Linked DNA regions of Mus musculus: region 2 is linked to region 1. The links are chromatin contacts, called in public HiChIP or PLAC-seq maps. All regions are on one chromosome and are shown on one strand. The core of a region is the stretch at or near the end of the contact, and the rest is flanking DNA. Distances in the headings are between cores, read along the strand shown. Region 1 holds the start of 5430405H02Rik (RIKEN cDNA 5430405H02 gene). Region 2 overlaps Rbl1 (RB transcriptional corepressor like 1).

The links. HiChIP or PLAC-seq counts read pairs in DNA pulled down with a chosen protein or histone mark.
Region 2: a contact with region 1 is called in an H3K4me3 HiChIP or PLAC-seq map of bone marrow-derived macrophages, with 2.4 times the contacts expected there. The contact joins the enhancer-like site here to the promoter of 5430405H02Rik in region 1. A contact is called at or near these places in 1 of 484 Hi-C or Micro-C datasets (CD4 T cells), 2 of 115 datasets of contacts at active chromatin or transcription factors (the SCID.adh cell line and bone marrow-derived macrophages) and 1 of 9 other capture datasets (adipose tissue).

The regions. Positions count from the first base shown.
Region 1 is chr2:156,861,078-156,864,742 of GRCm38.p6, reverse strand. It overlaps 5430405H02Rik (RIKEN cDNA 5430405H02 gene), which reads left to right and starts at 1,798. Exons shown (of 3, transcript NR_027914.1): 1 at 1,798-2,144. It overlaps Rab5if (RAB5 interacting factor), which reads right to left and starts at 1,621. Exons shown (of 4, transcript NM_026124.3): 1 at 1,326-1,621. The coding sequence starts at 1,439.
Region 2 is chr2:157,185,182-157,188,779 of GRCm38.p6, reverse strand. Rbl1 (RB transcriptional corepressor like 1) reads left to right here. Exons shown (of 22, transcript NM_011249.2): 10 at 445-557; 11 at 742-845. Among named protein-coding and RNA genes, the nearest start is that of Rbl1, 18 kb to the left of the region's middle. Within about 2 kb of position 1,334, at least 11 of the 459 cell types and tissues checked have an H3K27ac peak or open chromatin away from gene starts, as enhancers often do. A contact at or near this core is called in bone marrow-derived macrophages, where this site is marked.

The sequences.
Region 1 (3,665 bases), core at 549-3,048:
AGACCGTTGTGACTCACCATATGGGTGCTTGGATTGGAGCCCACTCTAAACTGCTGAGGCCTCTCTAGTCCCCATATGTGGTTCTTTTTTGTTGTTGTTTTCGAGGCAGGGTTTCTCTGTGTAGCTCTGGCTGTCTTGGAATTCACTCTGTAGACCAGGCTGGCCTGCAACTCAGGGATTCCCCGACCTCTGCCTCCCAGTGCACTACCACCACCACCTTGCTCCATATGTGGTTCTTCTGTCATTCCTTCTACTAAAGTGTGATGGGAAACAATATATTTAGACTATTAAGTGACTAATTCCAGAGCCTGTTCTCTACCATATTTTAGAGAAGTCGTTACTTCTTTAAAAGAAGCTGCGTAAATAGAAGTTTGTTTTGAAGTGACAATGGGCACTGTGCTCCTGGCCACAGATAACCCTTGGCTGGCCAGCTAAGTTCTAGAGAGTCTCCAGGAAGAAAAACTATTAACTTCAGTTCCCACCCTTCCTGTACAGCGACTTTTGAGAAAGCCAGAGTTAGGAAAGTGTGGTGGTGGAGAAGTGTGTGCTTAGGCCTGTGCCAGCTCATCTAAGTTTCACCCAACAAAGAGCACTCAGGTTTGTGAACTGCCCTGGACTCCAGACACCAGTCCTTGGACCGGGGAAGATAAAAAATATGACACAGCAGTTCACAAAGACGACAGGTTTTGCAAGAGCTGGGCAGGGCTGGGGGCAGGCCAAGGGCACCTTCAGGAAGTACTCCCCCCCTCCATGGCGGAACTGAAGGGAGGGAAGCCCAATTTCAACAGTCCAAACAACGGAAGGAGTCCAAATATAGCATTCTTTTCAAACCATCTAGAATCGGGCTGAATGGTGACAGGCTTGAAGATCACAGAATGGAGCAATGATAGGAGGCGTCCAGGCTCAGATCCTCTGGAGATGACCAGCGAGTGCATCTTTAAGTCCCCAACCTCTTCTAACCCATGTCTAGCGACTTTCTTACTAACTCACACCCTCTTAAGGTGGTCTTAGAACCGGCTCTCGAATCTTAAAGCTCACAGGGCATGTCTTCTTTCTCATCTAAGCGAGCAAGGACAGAGCCACCCCTCGCAATGTGCAAAGTAAACGCACTTCAGGGATTCCGCACCCGGCACGTGCGCAGTCTTCAGAAGCGCTAACTACTCCGGATCCTGCGGAGCAAACGGCGGGGGATAGCAGGGGCTCCGCTCGCTCCACTACGCGCCGGCCCCCTTGGCACCCCGCTCCCTGCTCCCATGGCCGCGCCCGGCCGATTGGCCGGGGCGAGGGAGACCCGGGCCCGTCCTCCCTCGCCGGGCCTTCTGCACCTTGTCGTCCCAGGCCGCGTCGCTCCGCAGCACCTTGCTCCACACGGACACCTTGAGGGCCCCGTTGGCCAGCTGCGGCTGAGGCGGCTCCTCCTTCCGCCGCCCGCCGCTCATCCTCCCGTCGCGCCGCCCGAGCCGGGCGTGGGGCGCGCGGGCCAAGCCGAAGGGAGTCGGGGTCTGGGACCGCGGGACTCGGCGCGCGGGGCGGCAGCGGTAGTCCGGGCAGCGAGGGACAGTGGCCCGCCGAGGCTCTGCTCGCTCTGCCCAGCGGCCGGCTCGCTAAGCTCCACGGAGCAGGCGCCGCCGAGGGAGGGGCGGGGCCCTGATGACGTGCGCACGCAGCCAATCGGCGGCCACGCGGCGGTCGGCTCCGAAGCTCGGCGACGCCTCGACGCGAGCGTCCCCTCCGGTGGGCGGAAGTGACAGAAGCTTCCGGCGGACGCCAGGGGACGGTGAGCGAGAAGGGACAAGTGCGGCCCGGAGGCGATCTGTGCGCGAGGAGGCGCTGTGAAGACTGAGGCACAGCCCCTCCGAGGAAAGCCGAGATTGTACGTTTCCTTGCCGGCTGAGCCGCGGCTCGTCCCCCGGAGCGACACAAAGAAGAAGTGGCCTTGCATCCTGCTCCGCCTCCCGAGCCGGGTCCTTGGTCCCCGGAAGCCCTGGGCTGCCCCACTGGAGTTACCTTCTGTGCGTTCTCTCCTAAACCTACACGTTATTCACGACTTTGTTCATGACTATGGAAAACAAAACAAAAACAAAAACCAAACCAAAGTTCCCTCGCCTGGCGATGGTGCAAGCCTGTCTACCTGCTGGAGGATGGTAAGTCCCCGGTCACGACAACCTGTCTCAACGGGAAAAAAAACAATTCTGTGAACCCTAACGTCTCCTCTTGCTCAGCGTTCTCTTCTGAGATCCGAATGTGAAGCTGAGATCCCAAGAGAGAAATTCTTTCCTAAGGATGAGGCAAGTTGAAACCAGGGGAGAACCCCACTAGGGGGAATAGAAAAGTAGTAGGTGTCGGGCTAGCTACCCCGTCCTCACTGTGTGTTGTTAGCACTTCCCAGGATGTGTTTTGAAAGGACAGAAGGAGCAGCACCCCCTGCGAACTTGTACAAAGACACGTTGTGGTGTACACTGTGACTCGTCTGCAGTCCAAACCCGGGGAGGAATGTTAGGCTGGCCTGGCTACATTCCAAGATCCCGTGCCCCGTCTGACCTGGGTTACACAGCGAAGCTGGTCTAGCATACAGAGTGAGAGATGCTGCCTCAAACAGACAAATGAGCAAAATCAGTCCCATCCTCCAGATGGTGCCACACAGGATGTGCTATGCTAAGGGATATCACTAAAAAACAAAAGAAAAGAAAAACCCCCCAAGAATTGTTTATTATGTATACATCGTTCTGGCTGCATGTTTGCCTGCAGGCCAGAAGAGAGGTTACCAGATCACATTATAGATGGTTATGAGCTACCATGTGGTTGCTGGGAATTGAACTTAGAACCTCTGGAGGAGCAGCTAGTGTTCTTAATCTATGAGCCATCTCTCCAGCCCGGAACATCACTTTTATGCAGTGAGTTTATAAAGGCAAAGTAATTTGCCTGGAATCATTGAGTTAGTAGTTGGGTTTATTTTACTCTAAATCCGAGTTCTTTTCTTTTTAAAAATAATTATTTCATTCCATAGTATGGGTGTTTTGCCTGCAGTGTGTGTGTGTGTGTGTGTGTGTCTGTGTGTGCACCACTTTGTGTGCCTGCTGCCTAAGAGGGCGACATATCTCCTACAGATAGTTGGGCGCAGTCATTCAGGTGCTTGGAATTGATTTCTTTTTTAAAAGTTTATTTTATATGTGTGTGTATATATATATATATATGTGTGTGTGTGTGTGTGTGTGTGTGTATACACAAATATATATGTGTATATATATATACACACACACACACACACACATATGTACATATATATGCTGTTGCTGTCTTCAGACACACAGGAAGAGGGCATTGAATCCCATTACATATGGTTATGAGCCATGATGTGGGTGCTGGGAATTGAACTCAGGACCTCTGAAAGAGCAATCAGTGCTCTTAATTCTGTCCAGCCCGGAACTGAATTCCTAAGCCAGAATTCGTAAGCACTGTGCCATCTCTCTCCAGTCGTGTGTGTGTGTGTGTGTGTGTGTTCCTAAGCCAGAATTCGTAAGCACTGTGCCATCTCTCTCCAGTCGTGTGTGTGTGTGTGTGTGTGTGTGTGTGTGTGTGTGTGTGTGTGTGTGTGTGTGTGTGTGTGTGTGTGTGTGTGTGTGTGGTGTGTGTGTGTGTGTGTGTGTGTGTGTGTGTGTGTGTGT
Region 2 (3,598 bases), core at 85-2,584, 320 kb before region 1:
CTACCAAAATAAATAATCATAAATGCTCCTGGACCAGAGAGATGGGCAGCAGTTAATGTACTTGTTGCTTTTGCAGAGATCCAAGGTTTGATTCTGAGCACCCACATTAGACTGGCACCTTGTTTGGCCTCTGTCGCACTGCATGCATTTCATGTCTAAGCAGGCATCAAATGTATGCTACCATACCTGGCAAAATAGCATGATTAAAAATGCTTATAGCTGACTGGTAAGGCAACTCAGCAAATGCCTGCTAAGTTCAGTCCCTAATACTTACAGTGTATGTGCGCGCGTGCAAGTTTGTATCTGTATTCCATGGCCTTGGGTATCTACGCAAGCTGTCTGTCACTGAGCTGGATCCGAGCCCCTGGGTGATTCTTGAAGAATCTTGAGGAATGTTGATAATCTGGGTTTTCCTGATAAGCAAGTTTCTCTTGTATTTTATAGATCTTGTATGCGGAATCCTATGGGAAACATTATAAAAATTGTGAAAGGAATAGGAGAGACTTTCTGCCAACACTATACCCAGTCCACAGATAAACAGCCAGGATCTCACATAGGTAAGAAGAGAAGAATAAAAGCGGCACAGCATTAAGTATGGAGACTGTCCCCACAGATAGCATTAAGTGTGGAGAAAGAATGTCCCCACAGTCAGGTTCCCATCTCTTGCAGTTAATGTACCCGCTTACTGTTGAGTTTGCCATCACCATTTCAATAGCATATGCTCTCCTGTGTTTTCTATAGACTTTGCTGTAAACAGACTAAAACTGGCAGAAATTTTGTATTACAAAATACTGGAGACTATAATGGTCCAGGAAACACGACGGCTTCATGGAATGGACATGTCGGTAAGTAACTCTATCCTCCTAGCCAGCTTTCAGTCCTACCAGGGAAGTAAGAGGTTTCTTTTTGTTAGTTTGTTTTCACTTTCTAAAAAAGTAATAATTTTTATTCTATACAATGTAAGCAATAAAAATTTACATAATTTCTTAGTTTTTAGTTGAAGAAAAAGATTATAAGGGAGAATATGAAAATGAGATTTCTACTCTACTAGAAAATTTACACTCACTTGTATTTACAACCATCAACTCTACACTCATTTTACCTAGAGAGTCTAAAAGCTTCTTTGAGAACACAGTTATACCATAGTTCTGCAACAGTTGTGAAAGCAGTTGTGGTCCCAGAACATAGGAGCACACACTTGCACGTAGCTGTCAGCGTGTAAAAACCTCATCTCTGCCTCCATCAGAGGAGAATGAGTCACTGCCACCTCTGCGTGGACAGTCTCCTCTCCAGTTCTTACACAGAGGCTGAACTTGGCAGGAATAGAAATGGATTCAAGCAGCAGCTGTCCATGAGCTCCGAAAGAGGAACTGAATGTCAACTGTTAACCAGCTTTGTCCTTTCTAGTTTGACAACTTCTTGAGACCTTGAGACCTAGTTGGTTTCTTCTCCCTTAGTTCTCAGTGATGTCACCTGATTGTTTCACACCTTGACTGATGAGGTCACTTTGTCCAACTTCAGCCACCTGCTCTTCCTAAGACTTCATTTCATTATTACAAAGAAGTCATCATCTTTAACAAGCTGAACACATGTCTGCTTATGTGCACCGGACAGGTTCTTCCAAGCCTGTGTTCAGTCCTCAGCTTTCTCTGCACAGATTGATCTTTCGCCTCTTGGAAGCTTTCAGATAATAAATGTGCTGATGGAGGTCTTTCCAAGCAAAATTAATTCTCTTCTTTTTAATAACTCATCTTTAAAAGTTCTTGCCTGATTTCTTTCTCAGAAGACATCATCTGACTTGGAGTTGACTGTTCTTGAAACTGCTCACGGCTTCTTTGTATGCTTTTCGTTCTGCCTAAGATTAGCTTCATAACTTTCTCTTCTGAATCTGGTAGTTCCCTCCACAGGGCTACACTTCTGGACGCTTGACATCTGGTGCTTAGCATTTAGTCTGGGTTGCTGTTCTGTAGAAAATCAAAGGTATTCTCATAGGGTTTGTTTTTCTTTGGGGGTGGGGTGGGGCGGGGATTGTTAATTACCCAGAGTTGAATGAAGAACATTTGCAATACAAAGCTCAGTGGCAGTGCATGACCCTGACACACACACACACACACACACACACACAGTGCCTTCAGTGCCCCCTACGTGCGGCCAGCAACACCGGCACAGCTCCCTGTAAGTGAGCTTTCTATGGTCTCTGGTCTTCCTCTCAAATTATTAAGCTAACAGTTGTTTATTTGTTTATAACTCAAGGATTCTTAACTTATAAAATAGTATTTGTTTTTCTTTAAAAAAAAAAAACACAATAGTTCTCTTTGAATATTTGTCCAAGTCTGATCACCTCAAGGACTGCTATAAATATGTTTCTTTTGTTTTGTACATTTACTGTGTATTTATGTATTTGGTGGAGGGACGGATTGTACCTTACACTATGGACCTTACACTGTGGAGGTCAGAAGTCAACTTGCAGGAGTCAGTTTCTCTCCTACTGTGCAAGTCCTGGAGCTCAAACTCAGGTCGTCAGGCTTGGCCTCAGGTGCCCTTACCTGAGCCATCTCCTCAGTCATATTTTCAGAAAATTCAGAAATGTTCTCCAAAGTTAAGCCTAGCATAAGCTGCTTCCATTTCGCCCCTTCCCTCTGTGCACTCTGCAGTCAGTCCTGGAGCCATCCCATCTTCTGTTCCACCATAAACAGGTGGATCTGTAAGAATGCTGTGGACTGTCACAAAAGCATTTCTCTGTTGCACCCTGAAATGAAATGTTCATCTCATTTCTTTAGTATTGGTTCTTTTTCTTGGATTTCATACAGTTGTCTTTTGTGGTTTATGCTAACATCTTAATGGAATACCTAAGAGAGAAGTAAAATTTTTACTTTTATTTTTAAATAGTTATACATCCATACAAAGTTGCAAACGTAACAGAGAGATCATCTTCCTACAGGGATTACAACTTAAACAGTATAGTATCAAAACAAAGAAATTGACAGTAAAATAGTGTCTGGCCTTGTATAGGTGTATGATGTGTGGGTGTGTAACCTTGTATAGGTGTGTCATGTGTGGGTGTGTAACCTTGTATAGGTGTGTCATGTGTGGGTGTGTAACCTTGTATAGGTATGTCATGTGTGGGTGTGTAACCTTGTATAGGTGTGTCATGTGTGGGTGTGTAACCAGAACAAAGTTAAGACCCAGTAGCCCCCCCTTTTTGGGAGGGAGATAATTTCCAGTTAGCTCTTATTCCTGTGTTTGTTTGTTCGTATGTATATGCATATCTGTGAGAACACTGGTTTGCTTCTGGGTTTTGGAGCAACTGTTAAGCATGCACTTGTCCTCATGCACGTGTGCTGGAGATGTGTGGGGCGCCAGGACAGCGCTAGGTTCTTTTTCTTTCCCTCTGGTGGACTGAACTCATATCCTCAGGCTTGGTGGAGCGAACCCCTACCCGCCAAGCCATCTTAGCAGCCCGATTTTGTTTTGTAAGCTAAGGACTCGCTATGTAGCCAGAGGTGGCAGCAACCTTCCTGTTCTGCTTCCCACGTGCTGAGGTGGCCGATGTGCCATCATGCCTGGCTGATAACACTTATCTCTTCAGGCACAGTGA